Regions from separate parts of the Mus musculus genome. Here regions 1 and 2 are each linked to region 3. A link is a contact called in public Hi-C and promoter capture Hi-C data. All regions are on one chromosome and are shown on one strand. The core of a region is the stretch at or near the end of the contact, and the rest is flanking DNA. Distances in the headings are between cores, read along the strand shown. Region 1 overlaps Pla2g4a (phospholipase A2, group IVA (cytosolic, calcium-dependent)). Region 2 overlaps Pla2g4a (phospholipase A2, group IVA (cytosolic, calcium-dependent)). Region 3 holds the start of Ptgs2os2 (prostaglandin-endoperoxide synthase 2, opposite strand 2).

Region 1 (4,661 bases), core at 1,954-4,453, 320 kb before region 3:
TTCGAATGCTTCGTCCTTAGTTGGTGGAACTGTTTGAGAAGGATCATATTTTGTGGCCTTGTTGGAGTGCATGTGTCACTTGGGGTGAGCTTTGATGTTTCAAAAGTCATTGCCATCACCAGTTACCTTTCTCTCTGCCTTGTGGTTGTGTCTCAAGCTGTAGGCTCTTGTTAATGCTCCTGTCCTATGCCTGTCTGCTTGCTGCCATGCTTCCCTGCCATCCTGATCACAGAATCATCCTCTGAAATAATAAGCCCACTAAACTCTTTCTCATCATTCTCACAATGCCTTGGTCATGGCCTCTGATGACAGCAATAAAAACATAACTAAGCCATGACCTATCCTTTATGTAAAAATACTATAAAACCCATATCTTTGCCTCTAAATATCATGCCTCAAATGTTAGCAGAAGCTATAAAAAATGTTGGTTTACACAAAAGGGGGTAGTTGCATGTGGAAACTCAGCGGTTATGACACCAAGCATGAAATCTGTACAAGCTCAAACCAGACAAAATCCTATCATATGGAGGCATGGGGGCAGTTATAAAGTTCTAGCTCTAGTACAGGAGCTATTGGCAACCAACAGAAGAGGGTTTTTTTTTTTTCTTTAAGGATATTACTCTTTCTAAAGGATAGTCACACAGCCAAGAGGATATTGGTGGCACTCATTGGACTTGACATACTAAATATATTAAAAACGAGACACAAAGATGGTGTGCATGGAATTGGGAGGCACATTTGGGGTAACACTGACTATGATGAAAATATAATATATAAAATTCTTAATTTTTATACATATCAAATATATTATTATATAATGCTTTGTTAATAGTTTGTGAGTATATAGCGTTTATTGATTTATAGTCAGGATGATTGTTTTGAAAATCAGTCTATTTTTGTTCAGGCTTTAAGGTTTTTATGTCTGCATCAAATAAACTACCTTGAGGAATGTTTGTAAGTATGTAAGTAGATACTACACAATAGCTTACAGCAAATGCTTTATCAGGTTTAATATAAATGGAACCTGAAAATAGCAAGAGAAACATAGTTGTTTAAAATACATATGTGAATTTGTATTCAAATATCTTTATTTCTAAGGGGATATTTATAGTTCTTACAATTCTATTTCTTTTCATTAAAGGATAATTTATCAAATTTAATATATTTTATCCCAAAGGTTATATGAGTCTATTCTTTTCAAAACAGAATATTAGGATCTCTTTAGCTCTCTTTTCTTTTAGTATTATTGAACTTTATAAAATACAGCCCTCCTTGTGGACTGGAGAGATGGCTCTTTAATTAAGAACACATACTGATTTCATAAATGCCTGAGATCCATTCGTATCACCCATGTAAGGTACTTTGTAATTGCCTGTGGCTCCCACTCCATGGATATCTGACACCTCTGGCTTCAGGGGCCGCCTATATTCACATGCCCCCTCCTACACACTTACATGAAATGAAATCTAAATAACATAAAACACAACATTATTTTCAAACTTTCTCTGTGTTTCTCATGTCACAAAATTCATGTCTCTATTTTCTATAAATTATAAGCATCACTACAGAAATAAGGTAGAATGAGGTTTTTAAATATTTACTCCCATGTAAGCTTTACTAAGCATCCCATGTAAGAGTTATTAAGCATCTGTTAAGCAAATAATGTGTTACAACTTTTGGTAAGTACATTGCATATTAGTCATTGCCTACTAGAAAATATGGGCAAAAAAGGAGGAATTTTAGAATTTATAGGAACTGGAGTTTATTAGAAATATTCTTGTATGATGACTAAATTGTATTGAATTTTGAAGTATTATGGCCACTGTGTCATGATTGCATTTGACCTGTCTTTAACTGTCTCAAGGAAAATGATCTAAAAAGCATGAACACTGATGGATGTCAGTTTTCCTTTAGCACAAATCTAGTTAGGTTCCACAGAAACAACACAGCCATGTGTTCCTTCAAAGTCTTCATAATTGACCTCCATAATTCATAATCCACAATCATTCATAATTTCCAAATAGATCACCAAATCATACATAATACACAACTCTAATTATCTTTCCTTTCTTGTTTTCTTTCCTAATCCAATGAGCTCAGCTTTTACAGGTGATAATAACTCGTTAGATGCTTTGATTGTGGCCCACAAGTTGATGATCTCAATCACACAACAGCACTATAAAAGGGTGCATTTAACACTAAGCAATCTCACAGACAAAGACTTTCAGGAGCAGATATGCTAGTGATAAGAATGTTTGATACTGCAGGGAAAGCCTTGCTTCAGAAGTCGATTTCACAAAGCACACAGGCTATCTCAAAGGCTGAAATGCAGGGGACTGGAGTATTTGGTGATACTGTCAAGATCTACAAGAACCAAACATTTGAAAACATTATGCCATTGCTGAGATGTCTGCAATAATGACATTCATGGTTACACTCTCTCCTGCCCATATACTGCTCTTCCTCTACTTCCCTCCTTTTATAAATTGTTTTTACCATTAAATGGATACAATACATATATATCAGGGAAGCTGAGAAGGAACACTTCCTTCACCAAACAATGCATAAAGTGTGGTTCTGATTAGCCACAGACAGTGATGTCCTTATTCATGACTTTTTAGTGTCTACTAGATGTTAGTGACATCATTCAGGAAAATAAGGCACCATGTTTTGCATATGGTCACCTCAGAGCCATATCTGTCTTCTTAATGAATTCATGTGTAGGCTAAGGAGTTTCCATGTTATCTGCTGTGGTAGATACTCACATCAATGTTGTTCAGTGTGTTGAAGTACATCAAATCGTGAAGCCTTTTGAATGCTTGATTGGGATACTGAAAGTTGAAGGTTGAAAATGGCGATTCGGGGTCATCAAAAATGTCAAAGTCAGCAATTTCTTTCTCTTCTTTGGTTTCCCTTAGAACACCTATATGCCAAAAAGAATATGCATCTTGCTTTTGAAAACTTAAAAAAAAATTCTCCAAAACATACAAAACAAGCATAAGGACAGCACAGAGAATCACCAGAAAGCCTGTGATTCTAAAAAATTACTCCATTCCCTAGTCAGCCACACTCAAGTTGGGAAGATACCCAGCTTCCGTGCCTGCTAGCGTGGGTGGGAAGGATGACCCCATATCCTGGGTTCCTGCCTTATAGCCTTCCCCAGATGGGTCACGTTCCTCTCTGAGTAGCTGGCATACAAACATGTGCTATGTTGTCTGTCTCCCTGCCCAGTATCACTTCCTCACTCCCTTACAAATAAACCCTCTGCACTTGAAGCTTGTCCTGAGAATCTTCCTCCGGGGAAATCCAAACCAAAACATTGAACCCTACTCAACCATCAGAAGTCCCTATACTTACCAACCTCTTGGTTTCTCCCCAAGAACTACCAGTAATAGAATATTATCTAGGTTGCTTTCAGTTTAAAATCAGGGTTTCAATTTGAAACTACGGTTTCAGTTTGAAAACGAAAGATGCTAGCCAGCCTTCTTTCTCCAGGATGAGACTTGCCTCACAACTCCACTCTCACTTCTTCTTTATCCTTCTGAGAAATCTAGGGAAAAACTTCCCTATATCCCATTACCACCCAGAGTTTGTGTGTGGTGGGTGGGTGGTAATTTCTAATCACAAAATGGAAAACTGCATCTTCTGGTTTGAGAAATATTTAGCAATTAAAGCCTTAAGAACGCCATACCACCCTGAATGCACCGGATCTCATCTGATTTCAGAAGCTAAGCCAGGTTAGGCCTGGTTAGTACTTGGATGGGAGAATGCTTTTTTTTTTTTAATGAGAATCTTTTAGGATGCATTAGAGTCTACCTACTCCTTCAGATATGAGAAAACAGAGTAACCATTTCTTGAATTAGATCTCCTTTGCTGTAAAATATAATGTGACATCCCAAAATGATCAGTTATGCTGTGGGTTTTGTTTTTGTTTGTTTGGTTTTTTTTTTTAGAGAGTTTTGTGATCAATTAATACTCCCAAAGAATTTTCCATGATTTTGATTTTCATGATTTCACAAAGTTGAAAGTCAAACTATTTAAAACATCCTTTATGAATTGGACACCTACCAAACCCAAGATGCTGGTTCAATGCCCTAATCATCTTTAGCTAAGATTGTCATTCTTCTTTCAGTTTCTCTATTATAAGGAACATGAATCTTGGGGTAAAAAAAGAAGGAAGGGCTTTGGGCTCCCAAGTCACTGCTGTTTGTCATGGTAAGAGGCGCATTCCCCACAGTCACAGTTCATGTGACAATCTCAGTGTAATAGCAAACATCCTACCAGCCAGACTTCAATTTTACAGAAACATACCTGGGGCCTTGTACTTTCTGAAGTTGATGTTGGCCAGAACAAAGTGGATAATGGTTGGGCAATCCTTCTCCACATCAGGATTCTTAGGTTTAAAAACATAGCATTCCTTTAATCCTTCCCGATCAAACACATAAGGATCGATCTTTGGAAAGGGAAGCTTGTTCATTTTCGCCCACTTCTCTGCAAGCAGAAGTTCCTGCAGGGAAGAGAAAGATGCGTTGAGAAATGTCCAGTCTTCATTCATTCATCTGGTCTGTCCATTATTCTACATCCATTTTCTGCCAGCAGTTGCTAAGATAAAAAAGAAAAAAAAATCACTGTGTTCAAGGACTGTGCAAATTGCCAATATC
Region 2 (4,229 bases), core at 559-3,058, 300 kb before region 3:
TTCAACTTTTATTCTGTTAGTCATTTGTTCTAAAGTCCCAACCATAATGCCAAATTGTGATTCTGATTTCTTAGCAATACACCAAGCCCGGAATAGGAAGGTACACTGCCCAACAGAAGCAGTGGAGCCAGACAGTCTGGGATCCATCCCTAAGCTGGGGCTCGCTAACTGTGCTCATCTGACTAAATCAACTATCTCCTCCGGTCTTAATGCCCTAATCTTAGCATGAATAAAGTCAGTAGATGGTTTGTAAGATTAAAGCCCCAGTGAGCTAAGAAATGTAGGAAGCATCGGGAAAGCCATGACACATCTCAATAGCTCAGTTAATAGCAGCCATTGCAATATTTGTGGTCTGCCTATGGCATCACTGTGTCTAATCGTGATCTTCACTTTAGTGAGAATGTCTGGGATCTGACTCTTGCTTGCTATACGTACTGTTCCTTTTGGCTTCCCTTCTTAGCACCACTGTTCACAGCATTAATCTTACTTTAACATCTTTTGTGACTGCCTCCCTTGACATAATAGTTCACATCTGAAAACTCAAGTGCTATAGGGTCGATCATCAGACATGCTTCCATATAGCATCATCACCACAGAAACCATCACCACACTACACAGAGTGCTCCGCCCTCTCCCTGGATCTCCATGGTGACTTCCTAAAATGTCTCAACCCTCTTCTTTCCCTCAGCATCCCCCATTCTGATTCCCACCTACTAGTTTCAAAATAAACATAGGAAAATAGAAATCACAGAACACTGATACCAATTGAAAGCCTTCTAAGGCTGCCTTCTTAGGCTCTGAATTGAAAGGCAGCCTACTCTCCATCTGCCCAGTTTGAGCAGTCTCCCATCAACTCTGCCATCACACACCCTAATCATGCAAACTCTCTTGCTATTCCTTGGAAATCAAGGCCGTTTCCACAGGGTCCTCTACTCACTGTTCCCTTCTGCAATTACATGGCTTCTTTCAATCCTGACTTTGATGCCGTTATTAGGAATTCTCTATAAAGCCCCAACATCATGTAACTCCATCTCCACTCCCAATCTTATCCCACCCCAGTTTTGTTCCGTTTATTTTTGTGAGGTGATATTGTCTCAAATATATCATTCAAGAACCAAAATGCAAATGATCACAAAAATCACAAGCCATTCTGTGATTGTTTTGTGGTAATACTTGATCTGAACTCACTGTGGGGAAGGGCACTCTTCCTGTATTAGTTATCCCAGTCAAATGCTGGTCTCTCCTATTCAACAAATACCAGCTGTTTGATTATTTGACTCAACGGGGATACTGAACCATATCAACTATGGGAAAGATTTTAACTTTCAAGCATTTGAATGCCCAAGAATAATTTTATCATTTAAGAAAAAAATAAATCCTACTTAACCTGTACTGTTTACTCAAGGGAGAAGAACACTAGCCTCTTTCAAAAAGGAAGTTGTAAAATCATAATTGCGATGAGCTAGAATGGTTCATTCAAATCCAACCTGAATGGGACCCCTACAGATGCTCCATAGGACAGAGGCCTGTTTTAAACTGAGTAGTGTGGCATTGGTGAGACAGGACTAGCAGTGAGGCAGAGGGTACCTGGCAAACTCCTGTGTCAGTGTTTCCATGTCTAGCACTGTCTTGGAACCTTGTGAAAATTTCCTCTTTCCCTTTGATTGATCCCTCCTTTATTGCTTCTGTTGGCTTATCCATTGTGATAACAGACATTTTGCAAAACTCAGATCTCCCCTCCACCCCTTGCTGAAGGCTTCTTCCTCCAGCTCTCTAGCTGTTGACTCATGCATTTCAATTTCAGCCTCACTCCTGTACCCCCATCTGCTCACTCCCACTTCCTGCTCAGGACTACACTCAGATGTTCTATCATCACCTCCCACTGGCCTTGTCTGAAAAAAAAAATCACCTTCCCTCCTCTCCTACTTATTTGGTAAACTACATTATCACAGCCCAGACAACTGTGCTACTGACTGACTGCTTCACCAATTGCTGAAAACTGTTTGAGTCTGTGAAAGTTGTCATCATAATAGACTAGCCCTGAACATCTTCCTACTTGTTTCTTTCTTAAAGAGTGTCTCCCTGCCCTCAGGAACTCATCGCAGGGATTCAATTTGAATTTGGAAATAAGAAGCATCTCCTCTTCTACCATCTGTCCAGTTACCTTTGAAAACATTTTTAAAGACATTATTTTTGTATATAAATATTCTGCCTACATGTATGTATGTGTACCACATACATGTATGACTGGTACCCATGGATATCAGAAGAAGGCACAGGCTTCTCTGAAACTGAAAGTGAGGATAGTTGTTATCTATCATGAGAACCTAATTTAGGTCTTCTCCAAAAATATCAAGTGTTTTTAACTGAGCCATCTTTCTAGGCCCTACAAAGAAACAAAAAAAAAATCTTTTGCAAAAACACTAGCCTACTAATTTAATTGCCTAGCACCAAAACAATAACTCTTTCCCATTGTCATAAAACTAAGTAAAGACAGAGCTGCAAAGCAAACTGTTCCTAACTCAGCACTAAAGTCTTTCTCATGGACGTTTAGTCTACACCAGTGTGTGAGGAAGTCCTGGACTCCAAAATGCGGAGCTCAAGAATTTTAGTGACTCCCTAGAAGAGACCTTTGGCTTTTTTCTAAATATTTCCATGCCGTTCCTATTCAAAGATGCCTTTTGCCTCCACATCTAACTTGAATCATACTTCAATCGTCCCGTCCCTGTGAGGTGTTTTTATGACTATACTAAAGATATACGTCATACTATGTCATATCTACATACTCCAACAATTATATGTTACATGTACATTGTTAGTTTGTCCAGATTTTAACTTTGTGTCCTCAGTGAGATTCTACTTTTGAGAGAAAAGGCAATGAGTTCCAAAAATACGCTTTTAATCATAAAAGCTAGCCTAAGACAAGGCATGGTGGCATATCTCTGTAATCCCAACAACTGGGAAATTTAAGGCAGGTAGCATGAGATGCGTAGCAAGATCTTGTCTCAAAATTGATTAGTTTATCATGATGCTGAGTCCATAACCGTAAGTCATACTCAGTGCATGTAATTTATTCACCCCTTGTGAAAATATTAAATGTAGTTTTAAATCTTAGCAGTGGAACACAGTGGAGGAGTCAGACGATTTAATGGTTTAAACACTAATGTTCATTTGTTGAAAATCTTCCAAAGGAAAAATCGTCTAAAGATATTCCAAGAAGGAAGAAAAACATTCTCTGGTATTTATGAAGCACAGTTGTTGATAAAGCTTCTCTTAGCTGGTTGGGTTTTTTCAGCATTCTAGAAAATAATTCACTGGTTATTTCAGCCATTCTGTTCTGTATGAAAAAGCATTTTTAAGCAGTAAACGCAAAACATGTTTACACTCTTTCTTCTTTCTTTCTTTCTTTCTTTCTTTCTTTCTTTCTTTCTTTCTTTCTTTCTTCCTTCCTTTCTTTCTTTGCTAATTATTTGAGTCAAACCACTTGAACAGTCATGATATGCAACTCAGAACATCTTATCTGAGTACAAAATTTGAATAGCTAATGGAAGACACAACTTGACCCTCCTTATCACAGAGGCTTAGCAATGAAGGTTAATGGTACATAGCATCTCAGAACGTCATTTCTAGATCAGATGCATTCAGACCCAAGATAAAGAGGAAACTGGGCCATTTGCCTCCACGAAACTACTTATTCTTACTGTAGTTAATTTTTTCCTTGCCAATGACTGTCAACTAAAATCTCAGAGAAGATAGTTGGCACTGTGAAAAAGGCCATTCCGTTATTGTAACAATATTAATAGAATATGTATTTCTACAACTGTCAATTTTATGCAAAAACCAGGAGTTGTCATTATAATTTCTTACACATGGTAAAGGTAATGGATGGTAATATTTAAAACAGTGAGGGAAGTAAGCAGGAGAGAGATTAAATGACCTGCCAGAGAGATTTCAGCATAGAAGCCAAGGCTGAAGAATTAAATCCTCGTGCTCTTCTGGTCTTTCCTCAATGCTTACGGGGTAAAAGATGATCTCTCCAGCTGTCCCAATCTTTCCCGTAGAATGTGAATGCTAAGGTATAATAAGCCAGTCCCCAACATTTCAAGTCAACTCTAAAAGAATAGCTACAGAGGGGGCTGTATATCATTATAGCACTTAATTCCCTTGCATGATAAAGCTTCATCCCTGACAAACTACTTCCTGGTCAAAGCTGTAATTCTTCGTGCTGT
Region 3 (4,173 bases), core at 539-3,038:
AGAATATAGTATAGTGTATTTTTGTAACTCATACATATCTTCACCTCAACTTTGCTATCTCTGGATTACAGAGTGGGTACATCATATTGTTCACGTAAATATGATGGGGTAAAAGATCTGTACACAATCAGCACACACTATTTTGTAAACACTTTCATGTACAGTTGATTGAATCTGAGGATTCAGTAATGGAGGATAAGGCAGGAATTGTGTAGAAATAATACAGTGTGAATTAGGTTGTATTTATTCTTTTCTGTACATTATATTCCACAGACATGGGCTCACTGAGTTATCACAGTGCCAATTACTGTTTACATTTCCTTTTTCTTTTCTTTGTATTTTTCCTTTTGGAATTATTTTGTTTTGGAGACAGGGTTTCTCTGTATAGCCCTGGTTATCCTGGAACTCACTCCATAGATAAGGCTGGTCTTGAACTCAGAAATCCATCCACCTCTGCCTCCCTAGTGCTAAGACTCCAGCCATGCACCACCAACCACCCTCTGGCGACTGTTTACATTTTCTAAACATTAGATAGCACCACAATTCACCTACCTTCATATAACCTGTAAGTAGCAGCAGAGGTGGTACTCAAAGGATGCAGACCTGCCAGGCTGCCTTCTCCCTCTGGGACACCAGGAAAAAAAAGCTGCAAAAGCAAGCTGCAGCTTAGCTGTGAAGTGCAGAAGAGCCTGCACCACAGCCCTCAATACTGATTCTGCTGCCAGCAATGCATTGCTCACCTGAATTAACGTTGCTTAAATTTACTTTTATGGATTTAAATAAAAATAATGCTTATAAAAGCTATGAGGGCCAGGTCGTGATGACATATACCTTAATTCTAGCACTTGGTAAGCAAAGGTAGGTGAATCCCTTTGAATTCCAAGCTATACATAAGTGAGAGACCCTGTTTTGCTTTCTTCTGCCTCCCCCCCCCCAACTTATCAGGCACTTAGGATATGTCCAGTATGCACAAATGCCTAGATTTAAGCCCAAGTTCCCCATAAAAACTCAGCTATGGTGGTGTCTGATAATCCTAGCTCTGGAAATGAATATGAGGAAAAATCAGAATTCCAAGGCTATCCTTGACTACATTACATATAGAGTTCAAGGCCAGTCAGGGACACAGAAAACCATGTTTTAGAAAAACAAACAAACAAACAAAATGGTTTAGACAGGCCTAATCTCCAAACTCTGAAGGCTAAGACAAGAGGACATTCATGAGTTCCAGGTTAACTTATATATAATGAATTCCCAGGTAGCCTGGGCTATAGAGTAAAGCCCTGTCTCAAAACAGAAAAAAAAAAAATTATCAATCAATAAATAAAATGTATAAACTAAAAAGAAATAAAGAACTGTTGGTAATGGGTTCATCATTTATATTGAGAATACAGTTTTATAACAAAAATAATTACAAACCCACATTGCTCTAAACAGTGTAAAGCTTTATTCACTCTGGGGCAAGCTAAACTGTTTCTAACAGAAAGAGTGGTGGAGCTAGTGTCTCTTAGTCATAACATATTAATTCTTAATTACAACAGGAACAAATCCATTACCAATAAATCCAGGGACTATCAATTAAGCCCATGAGGAAATGGTTTGTAAAAGACTTCCCACCCTCCTAAATAAGATACATCTGACAGATAATAATACTCACTCTAATGTGCGTGCAGCTTTTCACATCAACTCATTAAAAGCCGGCTTTTTCACAACGCCAAGCTTCCTTTTTGTCTCTGGGCATGGTTTCTCAGAATGTCCCGCGCATGATCTTGGAGGCAAACGCAGAGGGAATGGAGGCCATCTGATTGGAAGTCTGCGACTATCGTTGTGTAATCCTGTGTGTAATTCATCATTTGAAAACGAAAACGCACTTGGAGTTTTCTGCGGCAAGGACTCTCTGTATTGTGCAAGTCTGAGCTGCTTTCAACCACGTAACCACTTCCCTCTTAGAGGGACCCCTGCGTTTGCTTTGCTCCACTACGTACACTGGGAGAGGCATCGCTGTGTAATGCCTGTGTCACCTGCCAAGCTGCCAGGCTTGCTTTGGGAACTAACCCAGGTCAGCATGAGTTCTGTCCTCTGCTTGAAAGAGGTTCAATCCCAGACAGCAAATGTATATGAACCCTTGAAACTACAGCTCTGGATTTAATTTAATTTTCATTTCGTTATGGTATTTTTTTCCTTACTTTTATGAAGTCTATTTTCCCTAGAATGGCTGATTCGAAACATCTGCTAATCATCTGCCTGCCCTGGCTATGCGGTACCTTCAGAGGGGGAAGGGTAATGCTGGCCACACCCGCCTTAGGTCCAGACAGCTTATTCTGTCTGGCCTGCTGCTGGGAAGCCTCTATTTTTCCTTGTTGTTCCTAATAAGTCCCCACAAAACCTTCCCAAACTTTTCCTAACTGCTTCCTCTCCTCTTCACCACACCCCGACAACACGAATGCACCGCATCTTCCTGTCTGCTCTCCTTAGAGCACCTCCAGACCTGAGTTCAAGTGAAAGCCTGCTTTGACCCCACCATGGATGTGCTCCACGGTATGGCTTGGGGGCCCCTTTTATCTTACACTGTTTATCGCTGGTTGGTGTTTGACAAAGTCTTATTCTGTGGCCCAGAAGAGCCTGGAACTCACTATGCTGCCCAAAGTGATCTCAAACTGACAGCAATCCCCCTACCTCACCGTTTCAATGCTGAGCACGTAAGTAGCTTCTTCCTCTTTTTAAAATCATTTTTCTTTGATGCAAGGAACTACAGGAAGTTGTCCTTGCCTCTTGAAAAGGTTAACCCTGGGGTTCTGATTCTGATTCTCCCACCGTCTACATGATCTCAATCAAGCCACTTGGTTTTTCTGGTATTAAGGTTTTTTTTGTTTTTGTTTTTTTTGTTTTTGTTTTTTCAAAAAAAACATAACAGCAATCATAAGATCTAGCACCTAGGGCTCAGGTTGTCCAGCTGTTCTTCTCAGGGTATTCTTGTTTTGACAGTCTAGAAGACTGATAAACTACCAGTGCATATGTGCCACTGATTACTATGTATCCAGTAAAGCCAGCATGGAAGTAGCCCGGGGTGGTAATGGCACATACCTGATATCCAAACACTGGAGAGACTGAGCTAGGAGGATTACAAATCCAAGGCCAGCCCAGTCAACACAGTGAGATCATTCTCAAAAAACACCAACAGCAGCAAAAATAAAGCCAGGAAAGTATATTTGTGCTCTAAGTATTGAATGAAAAAAAATCAAATTTCAGGGCAATATACACCATGCCTTTTGTATTTCTATGAATCTCTGTCTACATGTACTACATATGAATTCACAGATGATGGGATAATTTTTGCAAAGTACATGTTTGAGCATCTACAGGATTTACACTTTTTTTTTCCAGACAAAGTCTTATGTAGTCCAGGCTGGCCTTGATCCCGCTGCTTCAACTTCTCCAATATTGGGATTATAAACATGAGCCACCACACTTAGCTTTAGTTCACAGTAATAAGTAAATGGGAAAATGACTGTTGGAAAATCTGATGTTAATGAGCACACCAGAACAGTCACATCAGCCAAATCTGCCCTACATTCATTACAAGAAAATTTTCACAAGCAGTTAATATTTATTGTAATACTGATTTAAATCATTATTTTGATGTAACTATTTAGTAATTGCCAGCTGATGTAGCATTGCATTTCTCTGAATCTTCCCAGTGACAGCAGAGATGTCTCATTTGGGAAGTCTTTAATTTTTTTAAAGACAGACAGTAGTCATTTGTCATCCTTACTGGTGAATAGGATTGGTGACCATACTGGGGGTGATGCTTTTACTCAAACCGTGTCATGGATATCCCAGGATCACACAACCATCTAAACTACAGGAGTCATCAAAGAGGAGAGTTCAGTATTCAGAGCCTCAGAAATGATGCTAAACTCTTCTTTCAAGTAATAAGGTCGATTGTGTTTTCTAGGATGAACTCCATATGAATAGTGTTCATAGCACTGTCTTAGTTAGGGTTTTACTACTGTGAAGAGACACCATGACCACAGCAACTCTTAAATAGGAAAAAAAACATTTAATTGAGTCTGGCATACAGTTTCAGAGGTTTAGTCTATTATTGTTATAGTGGGAAGCATGGTGGCATGCAGACATGCTGCTGGAGAGGTAGTTGAGAGTTCTACATCTAAAACC

What was found. Promoter capture Hi-C pulls out the DNA fragments that hold promoters and counts their contacts. Hi-C and Micro-C count contacts between places; a contact is called where the count stands out from the background.
Region 1: a contact with region 3 is called in a Hi-C map of bone marrow-derived macrophages, with 25 read pairs. The contact joins the enhancer-like site here to the promoter of Ptgs2os2 in region 3. A contact is called at or near these places in 5 of 39 promoter capture datasets (the C10 cell line, HPC-7-derived erythroid cells, embryonic stem cells and 2 more), 2 of 15 datasets of contacts at CTCF or cohesin (the NIH/3T3 cell line and large pre-B cells), 12 of 484 Hi-C or Micro-C datasets (bone marrow-derived macrophages, embryonic fibroblasts, embryonic stem cells and 3 more), 6 of 115 datasets of contacts at active chromatin or transcription factors (the HPC-7 cell line, the NIH/3T3 cell line, bone marrow-derived dendritic cells and 3 more) and 1 of 9 other capture datasets (embryonic stem cells).
Region 2: a promoter capture Hi-C map of hippocampal neurons shows a contact between it and region 3, with 3 times the contacts expected there. The contact joins the enhancer-like site here to the promoter of Ptgs2os2 in region 3. A contact is called at or near these places in 1 of 39 promoter capture datasets (hippocampal neurons), 2 of 15 datasets of contacts at CTCF or cohesin (the NIH/3T3 cell line and large pre-B cells), 11 of 484 Hi-C or Micro-C datasets (bone marrow-derived macrophages, embryonic stem cells and uterus), 4 of 115 datasets of contacts at active chromatin or transcription factors (the HPC-7 cell line, acute myeloid leukemia, fibro-adipogenic progenitors and 1 more) and 1 of 9 other capture datasets (embryonic stem cells).

What each region holds. Positions count from the first base shown.
Region 1 is chr1:149,837,853-149,842,513 of GRCm38.p6, forward strand. It overlaps Pla2g4a (phospholipase A2, group IVA (cytosolic, calcium-dependent)), which reads right to left. Exons shown (of 18, transcript NM_008869.4): 16 at 4,312-4,507; 17 at 2,766-2,923. Among named protein-coding and RNA genes, the nearest start is that of Pla2g4a, 120 kb to the right of the region's middle. Within about 2 kb of position 3,204, at least 34 of the 459 cell types and tissues checked have an H3K27ac peak or open chromatin away from gene starts, as enhancers often do. A contact at or near this core is called in bone marrow-derived dendritic cells, bone marrow-derived macrophages and macrophages, where this site is marked.
Region 2 is chr1:149,865,658-149,869,886 of GRCm38.p6, forward strand. All of the region lies in intron 10 of Pla2g4a (phospholipase A2, group IVA (cytosolic, calcium-dependent)), which reads right to left. Among named protein-coding and RNA genes, the nearest start is that of Pla2g4a, 94 kb to the right of the region's middle. Within about 2 kb of position 1,809, at least 17 of the 459 cell types and tissues checked have an H3K27ac peak or open chromatin away from gene starts, as enhancers often do. A contact at or near this core is called in hippocampal neurons and uterus, where this site is marked.
Region 3 is chr1:150,163,160-150,167,332 of GRCm38.p6, forward strand. It overlaps Ptgs2os2 (prostaglandin-endoperoxide synthase 2, opposite strand 2), which reads right to left and starts at 1,789. Exons shown (of 2, transcript NR_110420.1): 1 at 1,655-1,789.